Regions from separate parts of the Muntiacus reevesi genome. Here region 2 is linked to region 1. A link is a contact called in public Hi-C data. All regions are on one chromosome and are shown on one strand. Each heading gives the region's core, a stretch centred on a gene start, on an enhancer-like site or on the middle of the called end of the contact. The rest is flanking DNA. Distances are from core to core; before and after follow the strand shown.

Evidence for each region. Hi-C and Micro-C count contacts between places; a contact is called where the count stands out from the background.
Region 2: a contact with region 1 is called in a Hi-C map of muscle, with 4 times the contacts expected there. The contact joins the promoter of PDRG1 here to the promoter of TPX2 in region 1. A contact is called at or near these places in 2 of 3 Hi-C or Micro-C datasets (blood and muscle).

What each region holds. Positions count from the first base shown.
Region 1 is chr2:59,618,670-59,621,398 of mMunRee1.1, forward strand. It overlaps TPX2 (TPX2 microtubule nucleation factor), which reads left to right and starts at 1,290. Exons shown (of 18, transcript XM_065921797.1): 1 at 1,290-1,554.
Region 2 is chr2:59,793,508-59,796,506 of mMunRee1.1, forward strand. It overlaps PDRG1 (p53 and DNA damage regulated 1), which reads right to left and starts at 1,512. Exons shown (of 5, transcript XM_065921807.1): 1 at 1,341-1,512. The coding sequence starts at 1,427.

The sequences.
Region 1 (2,729 bases), core at 40-2,539:
GATTCCTGGGCCACTCGGGTAACACGGCGCCAGAATCTGCAGCAGGCATCTCAGCCTCACAGAATGCTGGGTGGAATAACAGGGGTCCTGGGAGAACCCAGAGCCAAGACCATCTGGCTCAAACCCTTCTTGTCAACACAAATAGGTCCCGAGGCCTGAGATTTTGCCAGTGTCTCTTGGTTTAGAGCAGGGGTCTCAAAACTCAGTGGGCATCAGTATCAGCTGAGGGGCTGATAGAAAACAGATTGCTGTGCCCACTCTCAGAGTTTCTGATTCAATAGGTCTCACGTGGGACCTAAAATTTACATTTCTAATAAGTTTCCAATTATACTGATCATCTGGTCCTTTGAGAACTACTGGTTTGGAGTAATGCTTCTCAATCCCGGCTGCATATGAGAATTGCCTGTGCACTTGAAAGTGCCAGTGCACAAGCCCCACAGACTAATTAAAACAAAATCCCGAGGGGTGTGTGTGTGTGTGTGTGACTGTTGATCTTTTTGTTCTTGTTGCTGCTATTACCTCCTAAGTGATTATTGATGATAAATAGGACTAGATGTTCTTAATGCAAATCCCATCTTCTCCACTCAAAAAAATGTGATTTTAAACAAGTTTACTCAATTTCTCTAAGCCTTTGTTTTCTCTTCTACAATATGAGGGTAATAAAACCAAGGATGTTGGTGGAATTAAAGGAGAAAAGAACAATCCTTTAAAAACCGTGGCTTCAGGCACTAACATCCATCGGGCGTGGACTTGAATGAAGAGTTTGACAGACTCCACAGTTGGCAAAGTATCTAAGGGCCAGTCTATGTTGCATTGAAGGGTGCGTGCTAAGTGGCTTCAGTCGTGTCCCACTCTTTGCGACCTATGCACGTTAGCCCACCAGGCTCATCTGTTCATGGGATTCTCCAGCAAGAATACTGGAGTGGGTTGCCAAGCCCTCCTCCAGAGGATCTTCCCAACCCAGAGATCGAACCCGTGTCTCTTAGGTCTCCGTCGGCAGGCGGATTTTTAACCACCTATCCCAAAATAGTTTGTAGCGGAGCATTCTGGGCTTTGCAGTAACTTCCTTTGTCGAGTTGTTGCAACCGGCTCTCGCAGTTACACTACATTTCCCAGAAGCCTTCGGGGCCGGTTGTTTGCTTGTCCCTCACCCTGACTTCCGGCGTCGCCAGCATCTCAGGAGCCAACCGGAAGGCTGGGATTGCCGGTTCCCGGCACGCTGATTGGTGCGTTTGTGCAGAGTCTGCGTTCAAATTTTTCAACGGTACTGAATGAGTTCCGCGGCGGATCTTCGCGGCGGTCGGTTGACAGCGCTGGGCTGAGGCGAGCAGTGAGGAGGAAAGAGGAGCAATTGGGGCGCCCGGCGGCCTTCACCCTAATTTCAAGCGACTGGAGGTCTCCGCGTGGAGGGCGCAGCTACTGGGACGTGTACTGCGGGGGTGACGCCCTGACCCGCGGAGCTGGAGCGGAGCAGGAGCTGAGCTTCCGGCCTCCCTTCCATACAGGATTTCCCCGTGAAGTTCGGCGGGACCAGGTCTAGCAGGCTGTTTGCAGGTAGAGGCGGAGGCCAACGTGGGAAATAGAAGGAGGAATTAGGGTGAGGCTGTGGGCTTAGGGTAATGAAATTACCGTATCGTTACCCAGCACACAGGCAATAATAAGCGTTTACTAGACTCAGCACTGGGTGTTTTCTCATTTAATTTTCTCCCCAAGCCAGTGAAGTCGCTGCTAGTCTTAGCCGTCTTTTATAGGAGGGAAATGAGGCCCGTGATCTAGATAAATTTCTAGAAATGGGTGATACAGTAGCCCGTCCTCAAGACGTGTGGCGTTTGGTGGAGGAAAACAGGTGTAGCCACGAAACAACTGCATCTCATAACTATTTTGTAAAATAGAAAGGTAAAGGAAATGAGAACACAGTTGAAGGCGTGTAATTCGACTTGGAGTTGACTTTCTGTCGGGGGATTTAAAATTCATTCGATTTTATCAGCCCTCCCCCTTTGTGTGCATCACTGGGTATTATTGTCTTTCTAATTTCCTGTCCTAAGACATTTAACAGATTGGAGTGGAAAGAAAAAGTGAACCAGATTATAATATTGTAAGATTGTTTTTCTCCCTGTTTTCTTCATTGCTGCTGCTGCTGCTGCTAAGTCGCTTCAGTCGTGTCCGACTCTGTGTGACCCCATAGACGGGAGCCCACCAGGCTCCTCTGTCCACGGGATTCTCCAGGCAAGAATACTGGAGTGGGTTGCCATTTCCTTCTCCGGTTTTCTTCATTAGTGGTTTCTTTTTCGCACAATTTTCTAGTACTTAGGTACCAAGAACTTTCAATCAGTCCTGCTTAGGACAAGATAGCATCGGAGTGCTCTACAGATTTCGCTTTAAGATCATCACTTGAAGTTTGCCCTGATTCAGCCTTACCTTGTCTTGATAATCTATGGTCTGTCTTTGAAATTGTCTCATGAGATGTCAAAATTCGAACTATTTGCTGCAATACTAAGGATATTTTTGTGTTGCGGCCTCAGTGTATCACACCCCCTGTCAAGCCACCCCTAAATCAAACTTGAGTCCCTTTGGTTGGTTGTTTCGGTTTTGTACTGTGGGGTGTGTCAATTCGGTATTAGGTTGTCACTCTTGGGATCAAAATTATTGTGACTCCCAGCTCACTTAACTAATTGATCTTTGAGGTTATACTCTGTGCTCAGATTGGTGTAAGATAATGTGTGTGTACA
Region 2 (2,999 bases), core at 262-2,761, 180 kb after region 1:
GTTCCTTAAAGACGATGCTTCACCCAAGATGTCTTCCCCCCCCCAGAGGAGGTGCTGGGGAAATGTCTAATGACTAAATGGGTAATTTTTAATTATCATCCATGGCAGCATTAGTTCTCAAGCTTCAAGGCATTTCAGAATCACCAGGGGAGTGGAAACCACTTCCTGAACAAGCTCCTCCAGCTGATTCTGACCGAGTATCCTGAGAAACCCAACAATATTATATCAGAAAGGCAGGGGTATTGGCCCTGAGACGGTGGTCACAGCACAGCAGCTACTAAGGAAGTGAGGCGGCCGTGCAGTATACTGCCTGGCGGTGGAGGCTCTGGAGCGAACACTCAGGTTTGAATCCTGCAGCTTGCTATGACCTGTGTGACTTCACCTCTCTGAAAAACAGGGACAGGAAGAGGATCCACCACCAAGGTTATTAACCTAGGAACTAAGTCAGCACAGTACCTGATACACAGTAAGTACTCAGTCAACTTTAACTGCTATTTGTCAGCCAGCACACTTTGATGCAGTGTTTACTAGGCTCTCCCTTAATACCCAACTGACCAAGCATCCAATCAGTCTAACTGGAGATGAGCAATCGAAATCATTCTTGATCCCTCCTACTCCCTCACCCCTATACTTCAGCATCATGGAGGCCATCTCCAAATGGAGATGACCCATTACCACCACCTAGGCCCAAACCCACCCCTTACCTGGCCCCTCGTTTACCCCTTGCCCCCTTATAGCCTTTGCTCTACAGAGCAGCCAGAGGGATCTTTCGAAGTCTCAATCCATTATATCATAACTCTCTTCCCACCACAAACTCCCTTAAACTCCCTGTGCAGGTCTCCACGGCCCTCCAGTGGCCTGGGCCCCACACTTCTTCCACATCCCGACTCCTGCGCGATTACTAGGCCACTCACACTTCTTTTCTGTTCCTCTTCTGGCCTGGACTGGAGCGGTGCAGCCCAGGTCGGTGTGGGGGCCCAGACACTGCATTTTGAAAAAGCGGTTCAGGTAAACCAAAGGCCCAAAGAGGTAATGGGTCGGGATCCGGAAAGCTGGGCAACGGGCAGAGGAAGGATGGCTAGAGAGGAAAGGCCTGGCACAGACGAGCTTAATATGTGCCAAATAGAGGAGTCAAGCGCGGCGCTGTGCCACGCATTCGACATTTGGCCAACATGATCTCACAACCGCCCGGTCTGTCGTCACAGCCCTTGGCCCACAAGACTAGGTCAATTCACAGCGAGCCGAAGCTGGAGCCAGATTCCGGAACCTGCGCGCTGCCCTAGGAGCTCGCAAGCGCAACCGCAAAACCCGGGCCCCTGCCCCGCGGACAGGCCTCCTACCTGCCGTTTGTCCGCCAGCACCTCCTCGGCGAGCTCCTCCACCTCCACCAGGTACTGCAGCACCCGCTCCGCCTCGGGCGACAGCATGATGCCTGCCACCCGCAACTCCGCCTCGACACGATCCTATCGAGTTCACCTCCGGCTCTGCGTCGCTGCAACTCCGTCCGCGCACGCGCCGCTCTCACAGAGCTTCCGGTACGCATGCGCAGTTGAAAGAGGAACGGAGGCGCGCAGGCCCCAAAGCTCGTGCGAAAGCGGACGCGAGAGGCGGGGCCTAACTTGGGGGCGGGGCTGGAGCGCCCCCTGCAGGTCCAAACCTCTTAACCTCGCCCTCCCTTCAGATTGTTCTTAGGCGCTGAGGATGCGGAAGTGAACAAAACGAAGTCCCTGCCCCTCGCGCTACTTCATCTAGTGGGTAACATAAACAATTGATGACAAAACAAATAATTATATACTATGGCAGGCAGTGATAGGGCTTTGGAGAAATCAAACCATTCTTCCTCTGCCTCAGGAGCACCAAGGAAGCAAGTGTAGCAGTTTCCGATTTATAAAATGAGAGTGAATAAAAATCCTTCTCATTGTGTTTCCGCAGGATTGGAAGGAGGCAGGAATCTTAAAATTCAGTTTGACCTCACCTTTCATTGAGCCCCTGTGTTGGACCCAAAGTCAGGAATAGCTGACCTAGACCCAAGGAAGGGCGGTGAGTGATGAAGTGCCAGCTCAGAAGAGAGTTGTATGAGTGCTGGAAAGTGAATCATTGCGGGCTGTAGGAGCTGGGAAGATCTCCAAGAAGAAGCAGGCAGGTGGAAAGTGGATGCCCTTCCGAAGCAGAAGATTCCCTAGAGATCTTCACACCCAAACTCCTCATTGTACAGCTGGAAAAGCCAAGGTTCAGAGGGTGGTGAGGGTTTTAAAAAGTCAACAGCAGACCCAGTACTAGAGCTCTGACCTCTTGTCTCCCTGAGTCCAGCTTGTATTTCTCTCCTTTTGGCCACTGTAACCAAGCCCTTTCACACCCCTTGCCTTCCTTGAATTTCACAGCCATCTTTGTATGGGTGGGTTATCACACATCTCGCAGCTGCACCCTGAGGCTTGCTCCTTGTCCCACCGCAAGCCAGGAGCAAACATGGCCCAGGATGCTCAAGCTTCCAGACCACAGCTGTTTCTGGATCCGGAAAAAAAAAGACCCCCCCCACCAAGTTGTGGCCCCAAAAGTCCTCGAAGCACCCTGTCTTTGCCTGGCCTTTGGTTTCTTTCAACTGATGAGGCAGTTAGTTTTCCCTGCAGCCACCTGGCATGGGGAAAGAAGGAGATTCATTAAGGATTCCTCATTAAGGGTGAATTTGTCGCCAAACCCAGGATGTTTTGTGTAAATACCTTCTGGTTCAGAAACGCAGACACAGGCCCTGTGAAGGAGGGGGGAACATTTGCCAAAGGAGAAACAGGGCTCACCAGGCATCCCTGAGGCCTGGACCCTCGGATTATCTCCCCTCCACCTTGGGGCTTAAAGGTGCCTGGGCCAGGCTGACCCCTGACCCCTGCCATATGGGCCTGGATGGGAAAAGGTTGAAGGAGGCCCCCAAATTGTCTGCTTCTTGGCTGTGACTGGCCCTCAGAGGGCACCCCTGGCCACTGGCAGTGTAGGGGAGGGACACAAGC